Linked DNA regions of Mus musculus: all the other regions are linked to region 4. A link is a contact called in public Micro-C and promoter capture Hi-C data. All regions are on one chromosome and are shown on one strand. The core of a region is the stretch at or near the end of the contact, and the rest is flanking DNA. Distances in the headings are between cores, read along the strand shown.

Evidence for each region. Promoter capture Hi-C pulls out the DNA fragments that hold promoters and counts their contacts. Hi-C and Micro-C count contacts between places; a contact is called where the count stands out from the background.
Region 1: a promoter capture Hi-C map of embryonic stem cells shows a contact between it and region 4, with 8 read pairs. The contact joins the promoter of Hoxb5 here to the promoter of Cbx8 in region 4. A contact is called at or near these places in 2 of 39 promoter capture datasets (both in embryonic stem cells), 1 of 484 Hi-C or Micro-C datasets (embryonic stem cells) and 1 of 115 datasets of contacts at active chromatin or transcription factors (embryonic stem cells).
Region 2: a promoter capture Hi-C map of embryonic stem cells shows a contact between it and region 4, with 9 read pairs. The contact joins the promoter of Hoxb8 here to the promoter of Cbx8 in region 4. A contact is called at or near these places in 2 of 39 promoter capture datasets (both in embryonic stem cells) and 4 of 484 Hi-C or Micro-C datasets (all in embryonic stem cells).
Region 3: a contact with region 4 is called in a Micro-C map of embryonic stem cells, with 11 times the contacts expected there. The contact joins the promoter of Hoxb2 here to the promoter of Cbx8 in region 4. A contact is called at or near these places in 3 of 39 promoter capture datasets (cranial neural crest and embryonic stem cells), 5 of 484 Hi-C or Micro-C datasets (all in embryonic stem cells), 1 of 115 datasets of contacts at active chromatin or transcription factors (embryonic stem cells) and 1 of 9 other capture datasets (embryonic stem cells).

The regions. Positions count from the first base shown.
Region 1 is chr11:96,301,985-96,304,924 of GRCm38.p6, forward strand. Hoxb5 (homeobox B5) reads left to right here and starts at 1,528. Exons shown (of 2, transcript NM_008268.2): 1 at 1,528-2,191; 2 at 2,906-2,940. The coding sequence starts at 1,630. All of the region lies in intron 1 of Hoxb5os (homeobox B5 and homeobox B6, opposite strand), which reads right to left.
Region 2 is chr11:96,280,628-96,283,407 of GRCm38.p6, forward strand. Hoxb8 (homeobox B8) reads left to right here and starts at 1,278. Exons shown (of 2, transcript NM_010461.2): 1 at 1,278-2,759. The coding sequence starts at 2,336.
Region 3 is chr11:96,350,351-96,353,231 of GRCm38.p6, forward strand. Hoxb2 (homeobox B2) reads left to right here and starts at 1,282. Exons shown (of 2, transcript NM_134032.2): 1 at 1,282-1,845; 2 at 2,600-2,881. The coding sequence starts at 1,461. It overlaps Hoxb3os (homeobox B3 and homeobox B2, opposite strand), which reads right to left. Exons shown (of 4, transcript NR_155303.1): 1 at 2,710-2,881.
Region 4 is chr11:119,039,386-119,042,230 of GRCm38.p6, forward strand. Cbx8 (chromobox 8) reads right to left here and starts at 1,528. Exons shown (of 5, transcript NM_013926.1): 1 at 1,397-1,528; 2 at 963-1,006; 3 at 709-774; 4 at 547-613; 5 at 1-134. The coding sequence starts at 1,465.

The DNA of each region.
Region 1 (2,940 bases), core at 278-2,777, about 23 Mb before region 4:
AAGGGCCCTGGCCTTTGGCCCGCCCACATGGCTGTCTCTGCCGGCCTTGGCCCTCGGATCCCCGGCCTATTGCTCCGGAGACTGAAAAATGAGGCCACTGGGCATCTCTCCACAACTCGTCTACAGGCTCCAGGGTGCCTCTTCTCATATTAAGTAGGAGCTCGGTGGCCAGGAAGAGAATGGGAAGCCGGCAGCAGAAGGCTGCAAGGGCCCGACTTTATCTTGCTCTTTGGAGACCCGAGGGCAGGGGTCCAGGTGATGGCGCCTTTAGTCTCACCTTCTCAACCCAAAATGGCTCATTTTCTCTTTACTGCCACCCACACCCGAGCAGCAAGCTTCAGGCCCCGTTTTCTTTTCTTCCTTCTCCCTCTCCCCCCTCCTTTTTTTATTTTTAAAGAAAATAGCCGTCTGGCAGAAGGGGCCCAGCTGCGGAGATCTCTGGCCGCCCAGCGAGCTCAGCAAGGGGCCGCCGGTCTTCCGAACACCTTCCCAGGGAAGGCGGTAAGGCCATGAGCAAATTCTCCAATTATTGGCCACCAGCAACACAAGGCTTTGGATTTGGTCTCTGAATGAGATAGCTGGCATCTGGCGAGCTTGTTAAAGGGGATCTGTTTAAACCCCAAACTCCCGCAGAAGAGTTACCACCAAACCTTAACCGCTCAGACGGTTGTCTCTCTAGTCTTTGGCCGACCGACCATCTTTCTCTTCTAGGGTCCCTGTTTACCTCGGTTCCTAGGCCTAGGCTAAGGATGAGAGGTCAGAAGGAAAAATCCAAACTTCCCAGGGGCCCAGGAGAACGAAGAGCTTCCCTGCCTTTTCCAGCCTCCCTCCAGCCTAGTCCTGCGGCTCTCTCTCGTGTTGTGGACCCGCCGCTGAAGCCTAGCCAAGAAGCAGACCTGGCTGAGCTAACAAAATTCTTATAATTGTTTTTCACACACAACTTATAATCCTTCCCCCCATTTCCTTACCCAAGTTGGGGACTGGCAAAGCCTAAGGAGGGAAGATCAAGCAACTTCATTTTGATTATATTACCCAGAGTTAAAATAATAATGGTGATGATAATGTCAGAGAGGCCACAAATAGAGGGGATAGCCGCACCCTAACGAAGTAGGCAAAAGACTCAAATCCATCTTCCTAAAGGTTCAAGCCTGTGAGTGAGCTGCGGGCCGGGTTTCTTTCTTGGCTTGGCGGTTGCACAGAGCCAGCAAAGAGGTTGCCGAAGCCGCCATGGCGGCCTGCGGCCCGCGCTCCCGTCAATCGCCGGGAGGTGGCGCGCTCTGCTCAGAGGCCAACGTCAACCTTCTCCCTGTTTTTCCCCCTTCTCACTTTCTCCCCCCCTCTCGGAGGCTCGCATTGAATCGGCCCTAACGATTCTCCGATCGTCATTATTTGTAACCATAGAGCATGAATTACCTCTTGAGGTCATCAGTGAGAATTTACGACTGGTCAACAAAAGCACGTGATTCCCTAACGCCCCCCCATCCCCCTTCTAACCCCCCCCATATTTGGCCGCATACATAGCAAAACGAAGTACAGTGCATCGCTATAATTCATTAATACATCATAAATCGTGAAGCACAGGGTTATAACGACCACGATCCACAAATCAAGCCCTCCAAAATCACCCAAATGAGCTCGTACTTTGTAAACTCCTTCTCGGGGCGTTATCCAAATGGCCCGGACTATCAGTTGCTAAATTATGGCAGTGGCAGCTCTCTGAGCGGCTCTTACAGGGATCCCGCTGCCATGCACACCGGCTCTTACGGCTACAATTACAATGGGATGGATCTCAGCGTCAACCGCTCCTCGGCCTCCTCCAGCCACTTTGGGGCGGTGGGCGAGAGCTCGCGCGCCTTCCCCGCGTCCGCCCAGGAACCCCGCTTCAGGCAGGCGACGTCCAGCTGCTCCCTGTCCTCGCCCGAGTCCCTGCCCTGCACTAACGGCGACAGCCACGGCGCCAAGCCCTCTGCTTCGTCCCCTTCCGACCAGGCGACCCCAGCCAGCTCCAGCGCCAATTTCACCGAAATAGACGAGGCCAGCGCGTCCTCTGAGCCCGAGGAAGCGGCGAGCCAGCTAAGCAGCCCCAGCTTGGCTCGAGCACAGCCAGAGCCCATGGCCACCTCTACGGCCGCGCCCGAGGGGCAGACTCCACAGATATTCCCCTGGATGAGGAAGCTTCACATCAGCCACGGTAATTCTCCATCTCTTTTTTGTCCTCTCCGCATTCCTGCCCTGTGTTGGGGGTGGGGGCGAGCAAAGCTTGGCTTTGCCTCAAATATAGATCCCTTTTTTCTTTTCTTTTTTTCTTTTTCTTTCTTTCTTTTTTTTTGCCATCAAGAGGGAAAAGTGTCAGAAAGGGTCCCCACAGCTCCATAGATAGAGCCAAACAGTGTTGTTTTCTGGGCGTAGGCATTTAAAAAAAAAAAAAAAAGGCCAGTTTGTTGCCACGTTCAGCTTAGGTTTTGTTTACCTAGCCAGTCACCGGCTTTAGGATGAAAGATGGGATTTGTGTATTGTGAGGAAGGGTCCTGATTATTACAGAAATTTTGAGACTGCTGCTAGCAAAGGGGGAATGGGCTATAAACGGAGCTTTCTAGGGCAAAAGTGCAGTGGCTCTCTTCCCTCCCGGGCGAGCTGCCGCCTGAACCCAGCCTAGGGTGAGGCACTGGGAAGGAGCCAGAGACAAAGCCGGGAGCATTCACTACCATCAGAAGTGGGGGCTGCTGGAGAAGGGGGGGTATGAAGAAATAGAGGCTGGATGCAGGCATCTGGGGTGAGGAGGATGGGAGCTGCGGTGAGCTGGGTGCTGGGGACGCCTGGGTCCTGCTCCCCGCCCCCTCCCACTCAGTGCCCCCTCCTTTAACCGGAATAACGTTGCCTCGGGGCTCTCCTCTAACTGCTCTAGATATGACTGGGCCAGACGGAAAAAGGGCCCGGACC
Region 2 (2,780 bases), core at 28-2,527, about 23 Mb before region 4:
GTAGATTTAATTTATTTGTAAAATTGACTCTGCCTTTGTTCTAGGACGTTTCTTTCTCCTTCTCTCTGTCTTTCCAGTCAGTTCCCTCAGGAGACCATTGGTTCTGCCTGCCACCCTAAGGTTTGACCCCCCCCACCAGCCATGTGCCAGGTACACAGAGGAGGGCCTGGGCTTGGAGTGGGGCAGCCAGTCATTTCTGGATTTGAGGCCTCAGATCTTCAGGTGCTGGAGGTCCAACTAAAGGCACCCCAACAAGAGAAGAGGGGAAATGGAGACCTTGGTGGCCTTGTTTTTTTCCACTCCAAGGTTAGTGCAGGTGGTCAAATGGCTATGGGGACATATACCAATAACAGGTGCCTTTTAAACCCACACCTTTGTGTTGGGCACGGGAGAGCATAAGACAGCAGTAACCAAGGCCTTGGTACCCAGCCTTAGTCTCCACTACCCTTACCTCTTTTGCTGTGTGGATGAAGAGGTCACTATCTATACCTGGAAGGCTTGTGTGTAGAAGGAATGGGTGGTTGGCCCCAGAAAGCTGGGTGTCAGTGGGGCTTGGTTTCTGAATGCCAAGGCCCGGGGCACAGGTTTACAGCCACACGAGATATCATCCTTTGATATCACTGGACCTTTCCCTCTAAAGTGGCCAAAGCACCTCCAGAAGACCCCCCCCTTTCTCTTGCAGCTCCCCCCAACCACCAGCAGGTAAAGCTCCTGTAAATGGCAGAATTGGCAGCCGCCTGCAGAACTTTGTTCCACCTTAGCACTGCCCATTAACCAGAAAGTTTCTTCTTCCTCTCTCAGGCCCTCTCAGACTCCCTTTCCACAGAAAATCTCGCGTGTTTGCTTAATGAGGGAAAGTTATGTGCGTGACCTAGGTGAGGACAGATCTCGGGGTGGTTTGGGGTCTCATAAGAGCCAGTGGGGTCAGGTGTGTCTGCAAGGGAGAAAATCTCGGGGAAAGTCACCGTTTGTGCCGAAAGGGAAAAAAAAATCCACAGCAACCCATAATCGGTCTCATTTCAGCTAAGTCACCCCCACCGTGCTTCAGTCGGGCGGCGGGGGCGATCGAAGCTGCAGTTTTATAGCTGTAGAGGAAAGAACTCGTAAAATGCTAACAGCTTTTATGCGCTGCAGCATAAACAACAACAGACTCCGGCTTTATTGCGTTTTATAGTTTGTTAAAGAGTTTACAGCCGTTTTTTTGGGGGCTGGTTACCCAGCCAATTCCCTCCACACGATAGTTAAACCTTTATCAATAATAAGGAAATTGATCATTAAAGCTTTAAATATGACTACCTCGTTTGTTTGAAAATATGTTTAGGAGAGGAAGCTGTATGATTTGATAACTTGTATTAAAATACCAATTACATTTATAGGACCTTTTAAAACTCGGTGCAATTAAACCGTGTTCTTTTACATTTTTCCGAAGCGACCCTGACATTTAGAAAGACTCCAATTGCCTCGTTAAAATCGCGAAATTAACAGCGTGCCTACGCCAGGCTCAGCGTTGTGGATGTGTGTGTATGGTGTTTTTCCGTGACTCCCCCACATCAGTCTTTGGGGGTGGTCTGCGAAGGTATTTGATTTGTTGTGAGGCAAGAGATATCTCATTAATGTAGGTAGTTAAACAGATTTAATCCGTATTCGTTCTCTCTCTCTCCCCCCTCCCTCTCCCCCCCTCTCCCCCTCTTTCTCCCTGGGTGTTTTTTTCTCTTCCCCTCCTTTTTTTCTGCCCTCTCCTCACTCCCTGGCGCTCTCTCGCTCTAGCTCTCTCTCGCACTCGCTCTCTCTCGCTCTCACCCTCGCTCTGCGTTCTGTCCGGGAGGAGTACCCAGAAGCCAATAGGATGCGGGGTCTCTAATGGATGCAAATGATGGTGAAAAGACGGGGCAAAATATGAAACAACTCATTTGGAGGGAAGTAAATCACCGAAAACTGTTTATGAACTGGCATCCCTTCTTCGAAATGTAAAGCGAGGACCTCTTTAAGTGGCGGTATATTTTTGTTTGGGGGGTGGGGGGTGGGGGGAGGGCGAGCGAGCCGCGGCTGCCATGCAGGCTTAGACTTTTGCAGGCTTCGCTCTTCTATTCCTGGAAATCACAAAAAGTGTGGCGGCTTTGAGATCTTCTTCGTCTTTTCTTTCTTTTCCTTCCTTCCTTCTTTTTTTTCCCCTCCTCCCTTTTCCTCTCCTTTCCTGGCGAGGGTGACTAGGAGCCGGCGAATCCGCGTTTTTTTTTCTCTCTCTCTCCCTCCCTTTTCCCCCTCCCCACCCCCTCCCCAACAGCCCCCAACTACAGCCTGCGCCGCCGCCGCCGCCGCCTCAAAATTCAATAAAATGAGCTCTTATTTCGTCAACTCACTGTTCTCCAAATACAAAACCGGGGAGTCCCTGCGCCCCAATTATTATGACTGCGGCTTCGCCCAGGACCTGGGCGGCCGACCCACCGTGGTGTACGGTCCCAGCAGCGGCGGCAGCTTCCAGCACCCTTCGCAAATCCAGGAGTTCTACCACGGGCCATCGTCGCTGTCCACAGCTCCCTACCAGCAGAACCCGTGCGCCGTGGCGTGCCACGGCGACCCCGGCAACTTCTACGGCTACGACCCTCTGCAGCGCCAGAGCCTGTTCGGTGCGCAGGATCCAGACCTGGTGCAGTACGCAGACTGCAAGCTCGCGGCAGCCAGCGGCCTGGGCGAGGAGGCCGAGGGGTCTGAGCAGAGCCCGTCGCCCACACAGCTCTTTCCCTGGATGCGCCCTCAAGGTGAGCTCCCGTCCGACCTGG
Region 3 (2,881 bases), core at 32-2,531, about 23 Mb before region 4:
GGGGCTAAGATTGATCGCCTCATCTCCTCTTGGTCCCTCTGACCCACTTATTTAAAAATCTTCCCCCAGCCGACTTTTCATTTTCAGCTTTGAGGCCTAGTTTCCCACCAATTTGCTTGTGGCTCTGAGGTTTTTTTGTTTTTGGTTTTTTTTTTTTTTTTTTTTTTTTTTGTTGTTTTTTGCCTCCTTCCTCTAGTAAATCACAATATTCTAAAATTGAGCCCATCATAGGTGCCTCACCATAGAATACATTACATTTTTTTTTCTCTCTGGAGGCCCAAAGCAGAATATAATCTCAGTGGTGGTCATTATCCCCAGCCCCCTCTCCCCCACCATCTTTAGGAAATGTTTTCTTACCAGGGATTTTAAAAGTAGCCCAAAGGCAAATACAGAGGGGGAAATCCCTTTGTCCAGAGGGCGACTGTGCACTGACTTTAGCTTTGAAAGTTAAGTGGATGGCTACTTTGGTGCCCTGGATAGAGACACAGATACACCTGGGGGCCTGTGAATACATCTGTCACCTTAGACCTTCTTAGACCCTCCTATTGCCAGGGTTGGGGTGTCACAGTGTGAGTACAGATGACCCCAACAGGAAGGCAAGTGGACATAAGAAACTGCTTGTAAATTCTGAGCAGAGACTAGAATCCAGGGCACATAGCAAGGGAGGTAGGCCCATGTCCCAAAGTGCTCCTGGAATCTATGTCCCTGCTGCGTGCCAGCTCTGTGCATTTCTTAAGTGTGAACTACTGCTTTCTGAGGGTGGGTGGGCTGCCGCTGCTGCTGGTGTTTAGTGCTGTCCTTTATCCATCTCCTTTCTGATTTCCCCCAAGGTATGGAAGCCTCTTTCTACTCCCACTTCCCCCTAAATGAGATTTTTTTTTCTTTTCTTTTGGGGGCTGAGGTGGTGGTAGGGTAAGAGGCTACTGAGGGCCACATAAAGAAAGCATATTAACTCACTCCATTTCTCCCTTAAATGTGGTTGTTTGCCACCACCACACAGTCTCTGAAGGGAAGGAAGAGGTTCTTTTGGCTTTTCTGGGAAAAGAGAGCCATTAGGGAGAGTGTAGGGTACTGATGAAGGAACAGGGGTAGAGGAGGAAGCCTCATGGTATCCAGGTCGTGGTCCTCTGGAGTTTTTGAATCAATTAAAGCAAATAATGCCTGTGTTTTCCACTAGGCCTAGACTAGCGATTGGCGGAGACCGGTCCCGTGACCATGAATTCCCTGCAATTTCGGCGGAGTCCTGGGTTTAATAGAGAGAGTCCCCATACGCTTGTATTTATCAGCAATATACAATTATAAAGGCCTAAATTTAAAAAAAAAAGAGAGAGAGCGAAATCTCCCCCCCCCCGCGAAATTGCTCCATTGCATAAACCTGGGGGGGGCGGGAGAGGGGGGTCCCTCTGATTCTCCCTCCTGACGCCCCCCCCAGCAGGCCCCCTCCCCCACCATTGAAAGCCATGAATTTTGAATTTGAGAGGGAGATTGGGTTTATAAACAGCCAGCCATCGCTCGCCGAGTGTCTGACTTCCTTCCCCGCTGTCTTGGAGACATTTCAAACTTCATCAATCAAGGAGTCGACATTAATTCCTCCTCCTCCTCCTCTGGAGCAAACCTTCCCCAGCCTCCAGCTCGGCGCCTCCACCCTTCAGAGACCAGGGAGCCAAAAGCAAGCCGGAGATGGGCCTGCTCTGCGGTCACCGCCGCCACTCCCCGTTGCCCCCCCAGCCCCCGAGTTCCCCTGGATGAAAGAGAAGAAATCCACCAAGAAACCCAGCCAATCCGCCGCATCCCCTTCTCCAGCCGCCTCCTCGGTCCGGGCCTCCGAGGTCGGATCACCATCAGGTGGGTAAACGTATTAGGGGCGGGGTGAGGGGCAGTTGGAAGAGAAGGGGAGAATGTGAGGTGATGGGGCTCCTGGTGGGGTTCCCTAGGTCGACGGATCTGGGGCGAGGGAAGCAGAGTATCCCGCTGGGGTTCAGGCCTAGCCACTGTTAGCTTCCCCACCCCCAGAAAATTTTGGAAGCTGATTGAGGGTGGGGAGGATGCTTTTTTTTTTTTTTTTTTTTTAAATGTGCTTAGAAAAAAATGATTCGATTGAAGGGTTTCCCCGGTTTCTGTGTAGAGGAATGAAGCGTGTCTGGGATTGAATCTGGAGCCTGGAAAAGATGCGATGCCTCTAGCTCTCCTAAAGCTAGGGAAGAAGAGGGAATTCAAAAGCTAGGAAGGAAAGGGGTGAAGAACAATCTATGATCCCTCTCTCCCCAGGTTGAGTTGGAAAGTTCTGAATTGAGGGGTCCATTGGGAGGACTTGGGGGAGGGAGACTCTGAGGTCCTGGGAGCTAAGAGAAATTGCTCCCCGCCCCCTACGTGGCCCGTGGGCGGCTCTGAAGGCACCGACTTGACCCGGGCCGGGTCTGCCTACGTGGAAGAGCACTAAAAAAAACCCCAAAGACACAGAAAGAAGCGCTGTGGGGGTGGGGTGGGAGCCCGAGTAGGACTGCTGAGAGTCTTTTAAGCCAAAGGGGTGCTCCCGATCTCAGCTAAACGGAGGCTGCGTTGAGACCTCTCTGATAACATAGGGGTGCTTCCCTCGCAGATGGCCCCGGATTGCCAGAATGCGGCGGCAGCGGCTCCCGCAGACTGCGCACGGCCTACACCAACACGCAACTGCTGGAGCTGGAGAAGGAGTTCCACTTCAATAAGTACCTGTGCCGGCCGCGTCGCGTCGAGATCGCTGCCTTGCTGGACCTCACCGAAAGGCAGGTCAAAGTCTGGTTCCAGAACCGACGCATGAAACACAAGCGGCAGACGCAGCATCGAGAGCCGCCCGAGGGAGAACCAGGCGGGCCGAGCGCCCAGGACGACGCGGGAGAGCCAG
Region 4 (2,845 bases), core at 278-2,777:
GTGTTCCGCAGGCCCTCTCGGGCCCTGGAAGTAGACGCCAAATCCTGGGGTGAGCGGCCTGGGTAAGGGATCCGGATGCCTCTGGTAGAGTCACTTCTGAATTCATAGGTTTTGGCCTTTGCCTTGGCCTGGGCCTGCAGAAGGAAGTTGTTGTGAGGAGAAAAAAGCCCCGCCCCCGCCCACCCCACCCCCCCACGACCTCTAGCCTTGACTGCCCAACTTTCCCTGGATGCCTGGGAAATTCTAATTGAGTGGGGAGGTGGGCTCTTAGTAATAGTCTGGGGGAGGGGAATGAGGGTTTGTCTGGAAGAAGCCATTTGCAACCAACAGACTCCTTGTGTAACAGAGGTCTACTTGGGATGGCTGGAGGGGGGGTGGGAATGAAGGCCTTCTGGTGCAGCTAAGTCCTGCCTCTAGAACTCCGTGATGGGGCCTCTGACAGAAGTCCAGATTACAAATACACACAAGGCAAGGGCACCCATTGATTTACAAGCCCTGCAGATCCTCCCTGAACGGCACACTCCACCTCTGGAGATCGCAACATACCTTGAGAAGGAAGGTTTTAGGCTTGGGTCCTCGCTTTTTGGGGCCATAGAGCTCCATCTCCCGTTCCCTAAAGAAAGAAAAGAGAGAGAAGGGGGTGTGTCCTGGCTGCACCGAAGTCAGCGTGTATGGGTTCTAGTGAGTGGCTAGGCTAAGGGTCTGTACCTTTCCTCAAAGGCTGCAAGGAGGCGAGCATCCAGAATATTTTCTTCGGGCTCCCACGTGCTGTACCTAAAGGAAACCAGGAAGAATGGAGCATCAGTCCCTGGAGCAGGAGAGAGAGGACAGAGTGGAGGGCGTGTATGTGTGTGCAACTTTTCCGGCTGCCTTGTGTTGTATTTCAATGTGAAGGGGAAAAGAGGAAGAAAGAACCCTCCTCGATATCAGTGTGGGGTAGCGATTGCATATAACCTACTTACTTCTGCGACCAGCCCTTCCATTTCACGAGATATTCCATGCGTCCCTGCAGATGCAAAAGGGAAAATGCTTGTGTATGTGTGTGCGTGGGGAGAAATGCATGACGAGGACACAAGAAATACACACGAAAATGCATGCACCAAATGAATGCTCCAAACACTACCGCCAAAGGAACCAGTCCACTGCAGCACCCCTGCAGAAACGCTGCACAAAGTGCATGCACCGGCATTCATCCCCCACCCCACCCCCCATCCATGCAATCTGTGCAGGGCTGCAAGTCTAAGGAGAGCGCTGGGGCTGAGCCGCCGCCGCCGCCGCCACGGCCGCGGCCGCTGCTGGGACCTGGGGGAAGGGAGGCTGGGCTGCAGCAAGGGGAGGGAGCCTGGGCCCTGGTGAGGGAGAGTTCGCGTCGCCGCCCGCCTTCCCCTTCACCTACTTTGCGAATGCGCCGCTTCAGGAGGGCTTCGGCCGCGAACACCCGCTCCCCCACCGCCGAGAGCTCCATGTTGACTCGCCGCTTCCCCCCTCAGCCGCTTCCAGGAGCAGAAAAGCAGCAGCCAGCCCTCGACAGCCCATAATACTCTCCCGCTGACGTCAGTTCTCCTCCCTCCCCCGCGCACTCTCCCTCCCTCCACCCCCTCCCAGCGCTTCCTCCCGCCCCACGTGTTGCTAACGACGTTGCTAAAGCCAAGCGTCCTGGGCCCGTTCTGCGGGCGCTGATTGGACTAGCGCCCGGCCACGCCCCTCTCCCCGTCTCCCCTGCGTTGCTACGTGACCCGCGTTCCAATAGCCAGGAGGCGGGGTCTCTGTCCACTCCAGAGACCCAGAGGGAGGGGGAGCGAGCCGTCAGCGGAAGTGACGCCAAGCGGGGCGGGCCCGGCTGCTGTCAGTCTGCACGGCTGGACAGGGGGGCCGCTGCCCTAGGCTCCCGCCCCTGGCCCCCCTGCCTGATTGCCCAGCGTTTCCCCGGGTGCGTGGCTTGCCCCGCCGAGCTATTAGGGCTCCCTGCGTAGGTGCCAGCCAGGCGCTGCCCCTCTGCAGACCCAGGCCCTCCCCACCTGCCCATGCCCTAGCTGGCGCCATCCTGGTCGCCAGCCGCCGTTGATGCACAATGCACAGGTGCTGGGGCGCATCGAGCCGCGCCCGAACCCCCGGACCTACGTCGCTTGCGCCGAACCTACTAATTCCCTGACCCCTCCCTTGCGGCCGCGCACCCTGGGTCTCCATGGCAACGCCCCCTCCTCCCTTCTTCACCAGTCCCATCCAGCTAACAAATCAATGAGCCTGCTCTTGGTCTCCAGTCGCATAGCGCTGCCCGCGTCCACCCTCCGGGTCCTGCGAGCTGGCGTGGGCGCTTCTCCGGGCTCAGAAGCCCAAAGCAGACTGGCACAAGCCAGTGTTTACCGCCTGAATCCATCCTGAAGCGAGACCCTGCAGGAGGGGTCGCGAGCCTCCTCTTCCCACCCTCATTGTCCCCAAGTCTCAGCTGCCCTGCCCCAGCCTCTATTCCTGACCCAGCCTGCAGTTTCCGTCCAATCCACTCCTCAGTCCTGAGAGAAGTCAACCCTGACCACATCTGTCCCGGCCTGGGTGGGTTTAAGGAGCCTATGACCATCGAGGCAGAGCCTAGAGCCTGGCTAGCTCTGGAGGCGCCGCGGCTCTGCTCCAGACCTGGGTGCAGAGCTAGTGCACTTTCTGTCTCGGGCTCTTCTAGACGACGTAAGCGTAAGCGGGGGATTCCCGACAAACATCAGTATGGACTTTGAGGGGTGTGGCGGTATCTAGTGCGGCCTGGAAGAGACACCCCCACCCCCACCCCCGACGCGAAGATGGCAAGTCCCAGGTAGGGGACGAGGGTCGCGCAGAGATGCCTCAGTCCCTTTTA